Regions from separate parts of the Mus musculus genome. Here region 1 is linked to region 2. The links are chromatin contacts, called in public promoter capture Hi-C maps. All regions are on one chromosome and are shown on one strand. Each heading gives the region's core, a stretch centred on a gene start, on an enhancer-like site or on the middle of the called end of the contact. The rest is flanking DNA. Distances are from core to core; before and after follow the strand shown.

Evidence for each region. Promoter capture Hi-C pulls out the DNA fragments that hold promoters and counts their contacts.
Region 1: a contact with region 2 is called in a promoter capture Hi-C map of the HPC-7 cell line. The contact joins the promoter of Fbxl13 here to the enhancer-like site in region 2. A contact is called at or near these places in 10 of 39 promoter capture datasets (the 3T3-L1 cell line, the C10 cell line, the HPC-7 cell line and 7 more), 3 of 484 Hi-C or Micro-C datasets (B cells, the HPC-7 cell line and stem cell-derived neural progenitor cells), 3 of 115 datasets of contacts at active chromatin or transcription factors (forebrain, large pre-B cells and memory CD8 T cells) and 1 of 9 other capture datasets (adipose tissue).

What each region holds. Positions count from the first base shown.
Region 1 is chr5:21,644,149-21,650,606 of GRCm38.p6, forward strand. Fbxl13 (F-box and leucine-rich repeat protein 13) reads right to left here and starts at 1,457. Exons shown (of 21, transcript NM_001199632.1): 1 at 1,314-1,457. The coding sequence starts at 1,388. It overlaps Armc10 (armadillo repeat containing 10), which reads left to right and starts at 1,858. Exons shown (of 6, transcript NM_026034.5): 1 at 1,858-2,087; 2 at 4,472-4,620. The coding sequence starts at 1,955.
Region 2 is chr5:21,004,944-21,010,851 of GRCm38.p6, forward strand. It overlaps Ptpn12 (protein tyrosine phosphatase, non-receptor type 12), which reads right to left. Exons shown (of 18, transcript NM_011203.3): 8 at 4,499-4,641; 9 at 406-472. Among named protein-coding and RNA genes, the nearest start is that of Ptpn12, 48 kb to the right of the region's middle. Within about 2 kb of position 2,373, at least 1 of the 459 cell types and tissues checked has an H3K27ac peak or open chromatin away from gene starts, as enhancers often do. A contact at or near this core is called in the HPC-7 cell line, where this site is marked.

The DNA of each region.
Region 1 (6,458 bases), core at 207-2,706, 640 kb after region 2:
AACCTGGTTTTCAATACCATACTGTCCTCCCGAGGCAGGGCAGAATGAGGGGACTGGAGGGGACTGGAGGGGACTGGAGGCGGAGGTAGAGGAGGAAACCCTGCTCCTTCAGAACTGATCTACTTTCACTGCTCAGAAAGGACTTTAAGTCTGCGGGTAAGAACCTAATGGACTTCAACTGTGCTCACTTGAGGCTGGGTGCTGTATCTCCAGACACTTCAACCAAGGATGTCGAGGCCAGTAATTAGGCTCTGCTTACATAAGGTCAAAATGACACATTATCTTGAATTCCTGGCCTCCCCACTCCCAGAACTAAATGAAGCTGTTCATAAATGCACTATATGTTAGTTACTGAGAGAAAAAGAAACTTCGGTTTTTAATCTAACTTTGTTACAGACTATACTCTTTGGGTGATGTTAATAAAAGGGGAATGTTTATCCTTCTGGGACTCTGGGGTGGTACCCAAGGAGGGTTTTCCCTTCTCCTCTGATAGGGGGAAGGGGGTAGTGGGGGAGGGGCTTGTAAGGGACTGGGAGGGGAGGAGAGGGGTGGGCTGCAATCGGGAAGTAAGTGAATAAAGAAATTAAGAAAGAAAAAGAAAAGGGGTAGTAGTTTCTTGGCAACATTTAGAAATGTAACCTTGAAAGTCACAAGAAAAAATACTGATGTCAGCATTGTGAAGACAACACTTAAGGTCGACTCTCCCTTCAGAAGCCCGCAATTGTCTGACCAGGTGTGTTCTACTCTCTCTACTGGAGCACCTTTGTTCCTGCGTTTAATGAAGCCAGCTTTGCTTCATACAAGTTGGCCCCGAAATTCATTTCTTTGTTGAAACCAAGACCTCAGGTTTTGCTTGGTGGCGATCTCTAAAAAGGTGTGTTGTGAAGCTGTGTGTAGAGGCAGGTGACTCTTCTTCCCTCCTGCTAACAACGAGGCGGGGCGAAGCCTACACCCAGAACCCCTCAAGTCTTTTGTCTTCAAGTGGCTCACCACTCACTTCTTGCTCAAGACGCTCTTCCATAATAGAATTTAGTAGTTGACACTTGGAGATTCCAACCCAGGCCCTGTGCTCTTTGCGCCCCCTGCAGATTGTCACTTTCCCCCGTCCCCTTCCTTTGTCATCCCCACCTGGGCTTGGTTTTAGCCACCGGCACCCTTCGGTCTTCTCTAACCTACCCTTCTCTCTCTAGTTACCCTAAATTGACTTCAAGCTTCCCCATCCTGCTCCTTCTTAGCTCCAGTTCCGGGAATCTCCTTGCCTCTCCCAGTTTTTCCCCGCGCCCACTGTGTGAGAGGCTATGTGGCTGCAGTACCTCACAGATTTGAGGAATGTACTTGTCCCTGAAGTAGCTCCTTAGCCTGGGGGTGGCACTGCGTAGTGAAGCCATGGTCAGAAGCAGGACTCAGAATGCGTTTCATAGGTTACTGCTGTTCACGTTGAGGAGGAGAGACGCGCCGGAGCGTTGCCTAGCAACCACAAAGGAGGTGCCAAATAGTCCAAGCCTTTCGCGAGATGAAGAAAGAACCTAGCAGGGAGGGGGCGGGGCAACTGGGGCGGGGCGGGGCGATTGCAGAGGGGCGGGGCAGAGAGGGGCGGGGCGAGTGCAGAGAGGCGGGGCAGAGCGGGGAGGGGCGGGGCAGGACAGTACAGGCCGGGGCCGGGTAAAATGAGAGGGCTGGACGGGAGAGTGAGTGTTGGGGCGGAGCTAGGGTCTGTGTTCAACGCGCCGCAGTCCCGGTCTTGGTCCAGGAAAAAGCTGCTTGCACTAGGGGCATCCCGCCTGCCTGGTGAAAGGAACCGCAGCACACAGGGTGGGAGGGCTTCCGATTTTAGCAGGGCGGCTTCCGGAAGGCGGAGCTCCAACCCCATTTCCTTTCTCTGGGCTGGTTCTGGCCCAGCTGCACCTGCGTGTGGCCCTGGCTCCTCGGCTCCCTGCAGCTCCGAGGCAGCAGCATGGGTGGCGCGCGGGACGTGGGCTGGGTGGCAGCAGGGCTGGTCCTGGGCGCCGGCGCCTGCTACTGTATCTACCGGCTGACTCGGGGACCGCGGCGAGGCGGTCGCCGACTGCGCCCTTCGCGATCCGCAGGTGAGGCGATGGGCTGCCCGGCAGGTGGACTGGTTCGGGGCTCCGGACCCACCTCAGGCCAGGCTGGGTTGGAGGTGCCCTAGACACCCGCGACTGCATGGGGAGAAAGGCTGGAGGTAGACAGACGACTCTGGAAGCCCAGGTTGCCTTGGGTGGGTCCTGAGCCGCTTCCCTGCTCCCACTTCTTTGTTTAAAATAAGAGCTGAAAACATTGCCCGAAGTGTCCTGTTACTTCCCTTCGGCTTCACAGCCAAGAGCTGAGGTTTCTCCGAGCCAAGTAGATTGCCTCTCATTTTAAAGTTTTACCTGAGCTTTTGTGTTGTTATCAAAGAGATGCCCCTTACTGTGAGAAGGTTCTCAGGGGCCTCAAGCCTGGGTTGAAACTTTGCTCGTGCTATGTGAAGAATGGATCCCTGAGATGCAATTCTGCCAGCACTTTGTGGCACCTGTCCTGGGAAGTACCTTTAAGTCATCCGTAGCGTCCCTGCAACCGGGGTGTGTGTGTTGGGAATAAGAACCACAACCAACAGGAGACACACCCTTCTAAAAGGATGGCTTAAGTCGTGAAAACTGTTGGAAAAACTATTTGAAATAAAACCTGCCAACCAATACCTGCTTGCCTCAAAGGTAGAGAAATATATTTGTTTTTAAACTGAGGTTGGTGGGAGCTAATTGCCCTTCCCTAGAACAAAAATAAGGCACCTTTAAAGGCAGGTAGAAAACACATCTTTGGGTTGTACAACTAGCATTTACTTTTCAAAATTTGCACTTACTAGAAGGGACCAGGAACAACCATGGATTTATATTCCAGCCTTCCATTTCCTCCAGGAAATGCTGTAAGAAAGGGGAGTGCACAGAACCTTCCCCTTTGGTCACAGAGGAAAGCAGTTTTTGAAAATGAGCATTTGCCCTTACAAAGCCTGATTTGTAGGGTGCTTGTTTGTGTGTGGGTTTTTTGTGGTTTTGTTTGTTTTTTCTCTCTGTCAAATATTTCTATACAAGAATACTTTGGTGGGTTTTTGTTGTTGTTGTTGTTGGTGGTGGTGGTGGTCTTTTGTTTTGCTTTTTTAAGGCAGAAGATCTGATGTGTCCCTGGCCTGGAACTCACTGCATAGCAGAAAATTTGAACTTCTGATTCTCCTGTCTCCATCTCCGGGGTTGCTGGGTCTGACAGCATCCACCACTACACTTTGGTACTGAAAAGAAAACCAGGGTCAGACAGCTTTAAAAATCGATTGCCCACAGCCCCTTCCCAACGTTCTACCCTTGCATTTGAGAGAAATCTATTTCTTCTTCTCCTTAAACTGTTGAGAAGTGTGTAATTCCTCCTGTGAAGTTTGTTGGTCCAGGAGAGGAAGGTGTTGCCTAGCTCTAATCCCAGCCCGAGTCCACTGAGGTAGGATGATCACGAAATAGTGCCAGTCTAGGCTAACCTGCCTCCAAAAACAAGTGTATTCCCCAAACAAAGACTCTCTGAGGCCATTGAAAAAGATGGAAACAGTATCAAATAACTCAACTTGATGTAAGACCCTGACTTATATAATATAAACTCATTCAATCATTACTAATGAAAATCTATCAGGGAAATAAGATACAGAGCCCAGATGGACACATATGGAGAATTGATAGAATTATATGTTGTTTATTGTATTAATATATTTTTTAAAACTACATGCTATTGTATAAAAGTTATTAAAATAGTATTTCTGACAACTTGTAACAGTAAGAATAGAAGGAATGGGGCTGGAGAGATGACTCAGAGGTTAAGAGCACTGACTGCTCTTCCAGAGGTCCTGAGTTCAAATCCCAGCCACCACATGGTGGCTCATAACCATCTGTAATGGGATCCGTTGCCCTCTTGTGGTGTGTCTGAAGGCAGTGTACTCGTGTGTGTGTGTGTGTGTGTGTGTGTGTGTGTGTCCCCACTGGGAGGGGGACATCTAAAGTGCTTAAAACAATGAACAATGCCAGGCAGCCATCTACAGAGCCTCTGACATTTGACTTAATATTTCTTTTCTTTATTCTTTCAGACTCTGGCCAAAAGAAAAGTGTAAGCAGGCGTTCCCACACACTGCACCTCCCTGGTCCTCAGTAGCGCCTCCCCTCCCACGGGCCAGCCTCCATGGCTGACACCACTTGCATTTTTAAAGCCATGACCTTCCTTCTTCCTCTTCTCCCATCTCCCTCTTCCTAGCAGATGCCAAGATTTGTAGCTTGCCTGTCCTGTGGTTTTTCTCTTAACACATGAAAATTGTCCATGACCTTTAAAAAGCCAAACAACTGTGCCCAGTATCAGAGTATATGTTTGAACATTTCACACATTAACAATAAAACACATTACTGGTGAGTTTCAATGAATTCTAAATGGCTTCCTTCTTATGCAGAAGACCTAACCGATGGCTCCTATGACGATATCTTAAATGCAGAGCAGCTTAAGAAACTTCTGTATCTGCTGGAGTCAACCGACGATCCTGTCATTACTGAAAAGGCCTTGGTCACCTTGGGAAATAATGCAGCCTTCTCCACTAACCAGGTAAGCCTCCTCTTTCCACACAAGTAGCTGTGGCCCCATTCTGAACTCTTAGCTATCCTCATATGGCATAGCCACTTGTGCTCACAGCAGTGTTTGCTTTTCCTGCTTCAGAAAATCACACGGATGATGGCACAAAGTAATTTCTGAGAAGCTGGACGCTGACGTCACGTTCATAATAGCTCCCGTTCAACACTAAGCAGAAAGTGGTCTTTTCCTTAAAGTTGAGCAGTGCCTTCATAAAACAGTGAATGCGCCTAGCATTTAAGTCTGTGCTTTAGTGAGACAGACAATCTTGGTGGAGAGGACCCGATGTAGGTGGTCCTTCAGCCAGTGGTAACCACAAATCAGTGTAAGTGACTGAGACCCGAGAGCATAATTTGAATGTTCTTCCCCCACAGAGCACGAGGAAAAACAGTTTGTGGGTTTTTTTTTTTCAGCAGTTTTTTTTTCTTGTTAACATTCACACCAACGGAGATTTATTTTGAGCTAAAAGATTTTGAAGGTTTTGCCGCTAAAACTGATAAGTGTTTGGGGAAAGACATGCATTTAAGGTGATTGCATGATGTATACATATATCAAAACATACAAACGACTCCATTAATTTATAGTGCGTGTGAGTGTTTATGTATCAGGTAAAACAAAGGGAGCTAGGTCAGTGGGTAAAGTGCACTGTCTCATGTAAAAGCCAGGCTTGGTGCCATGTACTGTAATCCCATCATGCACTGTGTAGTTGAACCCGATTAACGCTATTCAAATTAATCCCAGCGGCCGGCGCTCGGTTTTTGCTACCCGCCCCAATGTTTTGGGTTCTCAAGTGAAAGGCGCACGCACACACACAGCTTTATATTTGGATATGTCTTAAACAGCTCACTGGCTCGGCCATTTCTTACCTGCATGTGGCTGATGTACCCTCCTGCAATATTCCTGAGTTATTACTTACTAAAATCTACATTCCATTTTTTCTGCCCCCTCAGCTGCATTCCCTGGCACCTACATGACAACTATCCCTTGGTGTTCTACAGCTCTCAGACCTGGTGTCTCTCTTCCTTCCCCTACATGGCAGCCAATCTCTCCCTCCTCCTTTGTCTCCCTGCCCAGCCTTTGGCTGCTGGCAACTTTATTTATGAATTAAAACCAACTGCCTCAGTGTTTTATGTGTGGATGTGTGGATTCTCATGCAATTTTGGGGACCAGATTAACATAATACAAGCAGCGTTAGACCAAATCCACAACACACAGTAATCCCAGCACTAGGGAAGCAGTGACAGGAAGCAGTAACAGGTAGTCTGCAGGGCTCACTGGCTCAGTGTAGCCTGATGAACAAGCCCCAGATCCTAATGAGAGACCCTGTCTCAGAAAAAAAAGGCATTTTCTGAGAACCAGTACCTCTGGCTCATATATGTGAACGTAATCCCACATACACAAATGTCCCCACCCACCCCCACACATCAAAAGAAAAGTAATAGATAATGAAAATAAATAAATGTAAATAAAATGTAAATAAAGTAAATGTAAAATTAGGCCTGAGGAGACAGCTCTGTAGGTAAAGTGCTCACCTTACAAACATGAGTTTCTGAGTTCAAACTAAAGCTAAAAGGCCGGCTTGGCATACACTTGTCACTCAGGGCTGGCAGGGTGGAGACCGACAGTGTCGAGGCTGCTCAGCATGGTTGCACAGGTTATGCACACGAGTGATTAGCTTCCAGTCATCACAGGGCATTGTGTCGCATTTAACCAAGAGTGGTCTACTCTGCTTCATGCTTCGTGTGTCTGTTTTCCTGTCTGTGTGTTCCATGAGTCCCTATGTGTGTCTGCCCGATGTGTGCCCATGAGTGATG
Region 2 (5,908 bases), core at 1,123-3,622:
AGGGACTCTGATCCTTGTGTCTTCCACAGTTTCAAACACAATTTAATGGAAATAACAGGTAGAAACTACAATGCTGACAGCAACTGTCACAACTAAAATGCCATGGGTAGTGAACTACAAGCCCAGAATTGATTCTAGGCACTTTGGCCCTGGGGTCAGCACTCTTAAACACTACACATGAAAGAATTCACTCAGTGGAAAACAAACCCCACCCTGGTTTGCAGTTCATAGTTTCAAGGCAGCTGTAACATTTACACTTACCCACATTGCTCTTTATATGGTAAGACTAATTCTAGAAATATAGTATATCTAAAAAACCAAAACAAACCAAAAACCAAAAAACCTACACTATAAATTTAACATAACAATAAACTGAATATGATACTATATAAAAGGCATTCTTACCCCTGCTTTCAGTAAGTTCCACGTGTAATCTATGGCACAAATAGCACCTGTTCGTCCACAGCCTGCACTAAGGGAACAAAGTTTGAGAAAAAAAATTTGTTGTTTTTTTCTTTAAATAAAAGGTATGCTAATTATACCCCAATAAGAAATTTGATACAATTCTACATAGTAAATCAAATACAAATTAGAGTACAGTACCATCCTTAACATTAATATTTGATATTTAAAAATGTAATTCAGCAATTTATAAAAGTAAGTGCCTCACAAAGAACCTGTAAACCCTTACCCCCATAAGTCTAATTCTCGCCAGTAACCCCCTGTAGAGATAAAATTATTCTCAATAGTTATAAGCATAATAGAATGCTCACAATGGCTTTACTGTTTTGGTCAAGAAGACCCAGTAAATTGTAGTAGGTATGGGAGAGAAAGCCTCAAGTGTAGGATCAGTTCAGAGAAGCAGCAGTGACCTTAGTGACCCAAGTCCATACACAAAGGCAGCTGACAAACCCGGGCTGGGCTCCAGCAGAACACGCTGAAGCTACACTGTTTTTACAACGACTTTAATTAAATGGAAGGAAGCATTCTTGTGAAGTATGCTCGCTCTAGAGCTGGGTGTGGGAGGCCTGCCTATGGTGACGAGCACTTCAGAGACTGAGGCATGAGTACTTGAGGTCCCAGCCAGCTGGGGATAGGTTTTAAGATCCCAACAAACACACTTTATATTAAATGGGTACGTTTTCTTTCCTTTTGTAGATGTGCTTTTAAGTTACTTCAGTTAACACACTGTCTTCTAACAGCATTAAATCATCATTTTTCCCCCATACATGGTTTCTCTGTGTAGCAAGCCCTGGCTGTCCTGGAACTCTTTCTGTAGTCTATCTAGGCTAGCCTCAAAACTCAGAGATCCATCCTCCTCTGCCTCCCAAGTGTTGGGGTTAAAGGTGTGCACCACCATCACCACCCTGTAAATAATTTTTAAAACTAGAAAAACCCTACTGAAATAGACTTATGAATTATAGTTATTGGCTGAATAACAGGATGGAACAGGAAATAATTTCAAACAAGTTGTTAAAAAAAATCAAGTTAAACCATTTCTTTATCTTTCAATATCAGAACAAAAGCTTTCTTTTTTGACCACCATTAATTAACTATGAAAAGATTGTTTTAATCTAGTAATTTGTTAGATGGTTTCTGTATATCTACCAGCAAACCAATTCTCCTGGAGGCAGCTCTCTTTACTAATCAAAAGACACCAGTTAGGTAAGAAAAGTCAAAATTGAAATAAATCAACCTTTTAAAAAAGTAATTAACCAATAATCTCTCTTTTTTTTTTAAAGATTTATTTTTATTTATATGAGTACACCAGAAGAGAGCATCAGATCTCAATACAGGTGGTTGTGAGCCACCATGTGGTTGCTGGGAATTGAACTCATGTTGGTGTCCTACTCATAATGTTCCTGCTTCAGTTTCCAGAATGCTGGGATTACAGGCATAACTACCGTGCTGTGTTTTCTTTATTTATTTCTTATAGTAAAATTCAATTACAGATACAAATAGTTTAGCAGGACAAATTTAGTGTGATTTTTGAGAAACTCTGATTCTAAGGTCTTTTGAAATATCAAGATAGAAAATAGAAAAACTGCCTAAGGAATCAAGTAAATTTTATACTACTTGGAAACATACATATTTATCTAGTGAAATTCTAAAATTAGGTTTTGAAATATCTTATACATTACTGTACAATATAACCATGATTATACTGTAAACTACTGTGAACCTTCTATTTTTATGATTGATTCAACATTTATTCTTTTAAAAGTTGTATTCTCCCTAACATTTTTCTATACACTATAAATGTAGACCTTAAGCATGGATGAGGTGGTTTAGATGAGTAATGTCTTCCAGACTCACACATTTGAACACTTGGTCCCCAGTTGGTCCCCTTTAGGAGGTTGGTGTAACATGAGACCTTTAGGAAATGGGGCCTTGTTGGAGGACAAATATTGGTAGGCTTGCAGGGTTTAGCCTTGCCTTACTTTCTGATGCTGAGGCTATTCCCCAACATTATGCACACTCATCCTCTGAAACTGTAAGCTAAGTCAACCCTTTCTTATTTAAATTTATTTTGGGTCATGATATTTTATGACAGCAATAGAAAAAACATACAATTCAAGTAGCAGCTATTTTTCCTGTGTTTAAAACCTAGCTTAGTTGTTTCCTTTGCTGTCTCCCTGGTTTTTGGGTTTTTGTTGGTTTGCTCCTTTAGGATTGTATTGTTGTTAATTCTCTTCGTCTTTGTGAGACATAGTCTCACTCTGCGGCCCAGGCTGGGCTCCGACAGTCGCTATGCAGTGAGATTATAGGCATGAGCCACTTTAGGGAGCCTTTGAATAATTTTACATTAAAACTAAGTTAGGTAAGGTGTTTCTTCCTTCTTTGGTATCCTAGGAATGGGGAGGTAAAAGTTCAAGGCTCACCTTGGCTATTAAGACCCCGCCTTTTAAAAAAAGAGTAGTGGTCATTCAAAGAAGCCACAGAACATTAACAAACCTTTCTGAAAAGTGTTTCAGAGCTCGTTAGTTCTATCATAAATAATACGGAGTTTACTGGAGTAGAAAGTCTGTCAGATGAGACAGGGAACAAAGAAGTCACAATATTTAAGGACATAAAAATCCTATAAATGTTTAGGCACACATTCTTAATTTCCCAGATATGAAAAAAAATTAAGGCTATCTTCCTTCCAACTGGAATGTTTCTTTGCTTTTCATTTAAAATATTTCATGGCTTATAAGTAGGAAAAATAATCAGACAATAAAAACAGGTCAATGAGCTCAGTTAAAAACACCTGCTCTTATTTAACACAACCTCTAACCTGCACTCGGAACACAAAATTAGTTACCCCTTCAAGAATGGCAGAATTTGAAGGCTGTGTTTACATGACTTCTTATGTCTCAACATGACTAAATTTGCAAAGACTAATTGGAACTTAGTATTACCTGGAAAGAGTGAAAACATTTTACAGAGCAGTTTAACAGAGATATAGCTAAACTTAAGCCTGTTAAGGGGCAGGTCATTACTTTGGGCAATGCTACACAGCACAATTTAATAAAGATGTCCAGTAAATGTATACCAACAGTTTATATTTAACTTACTACAAAAATGCTATGTCAGGTATCATAGCACACATCTATAATCCAAGCAGAAGAGTGGAGGCAAGGAAGATAGCCTTGGCTATTTAATAAGTCTGATACCAGCCTGGCCTACATAAGATGCAGTGATAAGCCTTCAATTCTCAAAAAAAAAAAAAAAAAAAGTGGGGAGATTAGAATATTTAACAATAAATATCACCCACCATAATTCCTTAAAAGGTGAAAAAAAAAAAAAAGAATGCTCGTTTCATGTTTGCTTAAGATTTCAGAAGTTTGTAAACTATAATTTCAGGGTATGACAACAATGGTACAGACATGGCAGCTTGCTCCTCGGGAACAAAATCCAGCACAGGATGTTTGTCACTTGGAAAACACCTTACAATCTACATCGTAAGAGCTATGAAATTCAGGTATATCTTACAAATGACATCTATGCTGTGTAACTAGCAATGAATTCTTTTAAACTCTCATGTTTAGTATGTGTCAGGTAAGGCTTTGTCTGTCCCCTCTCTTTCCTTCCCTTCTTTCTGCTAAGGGACAACATTATCGGGAGGTAGCCCTGAGCGGCTAAAGCTCACATCAGCCTCCTTGGTTTGGGGTTATAAGCGTGTCCCTACACCCAGCACTTCTCTGCAGACCACGGGATCTCAGATCAGTAAGGCCTTTATATCTATATACAGTTTTTAAAGTCTGAGACTTCATCACTCATGAAAATTTGCCTGACACTGATCATATGAGGAAATATGATGTTTTACAGCAACATTTAGACAGTCTATTAACCAGATTAGATTATATCAATTCACAGGGTCTTATTCTCAAACACACCATAACAGGGCTAGGAAAAGCTCAAGATATAATAAAACATCATATTAATGTAGAAATAAAACCTTATCTCACAAAACATAAACACTGTACTTCTCTACATTTAGAAAATTATTTTGTACCTGCAATGAATACAAATAGGCACATCTTCATGTTCTTGGTATTTCCTCATTAAGCTTATCATGTCCAGAATAGAATCAAATGACGAAGGAACATCATGGTCTGGCCAGTTCACGTAATGAAACTGATAGAGCCGACGGGATTCCTACATGAAAAGCAGAAATTCAGGGGCTGGAGAGATGACTCAGCAGTTAAGAGCACTGACTGTCCTTCCAAAGGTCCTGAGTTCAAATCCCAGCAACCACATGGTAGCTTACAACCATCCATAATGACATCTGATGCCCTCTACCGGTGTGTCTGAAGACACCTACAGTGTACTTACATATAAATAATAAATAAATATTAAAAAAAAGAAAAGCAGAAATTCAGTAATTAGAAGAATGTATTTACAAACTTGTAAGCTATGTATTCCACGTCTTTAAATTTTTTCCCCAATTTTAACCTTATAGTAAATATTGAAAGTGATAGCCCGCATAAATTAAACATCCAAAGATGCCTCAGTAACTCTAAAAACTATTTATTTTCATTTATGAGTCCACGGACATATGTATGCTGTGTGTGCCTCATGCCCCATGGTCAAAGAGAGTTTTAGATCTGAGTGGAATGTGAGTGGCTAGCCATCAGCGCTGTGCTAGAAACTAACCTGGGAGCTCTGCAAGGGCATTTAACCTTGGAGCAGTCTCCTTAGTCCCCTCAATAACTTTTAAGATTGATTATTCTAGATGTCAGTAGAAAGAACAGAGCTTGGGTTTCAGTTCCAATATGCAAGTTCTATATTTGTCAATTACTAAATAGGCAAATTATTTAACTTCTCAAATCCCTTTTATCTATGCAATACATACTTTTATAGTTAGAATAACTGATATATCTGATACACTTGTAGGAGTTAAGGTACTAACTAGAGATAAAATGTGCAACCTGAGTAAAAGAAATGACTCAACTAAAGGGCTATCATTAGTCCAGTCAGTGAGAAGAAAGACTGTGTGTCGCTTGCCAGACAGAAAGTAGGTAGCCTTACAATGAGCTGGGAAGAATGCTGTGACAAGACTGTACTGGATGATTGTGTGTGTCAACTTGACACAAGCTAGCATCAGAGAGGATGGAGCCTCAGTTGAGGAAATGCCTCCATGAGATTCAGCAGTAAGGCCTTTTCTCAGTGATCAATAGCTAGAGCCCAGCTCATGGTGGGTGATGCTATCTGTGGGTTGGTGGTCCTGGTTCTATAATAAGTCAGGTTGAGCAAGCCATGGGAAATAAGCCAGTAAGCAGGCCTCCCCCATGAACTCTCATGAGCACTTGCCTCCAGGTCCCTGCTCAGTCTGAGTTCCTATCCTGACCTCCTTCAGTACTCAACAGCAACATAGAAGTGTAAGCTGAGCAAACCTTTTCCTCCCCACGTTGTATTTGTTCAT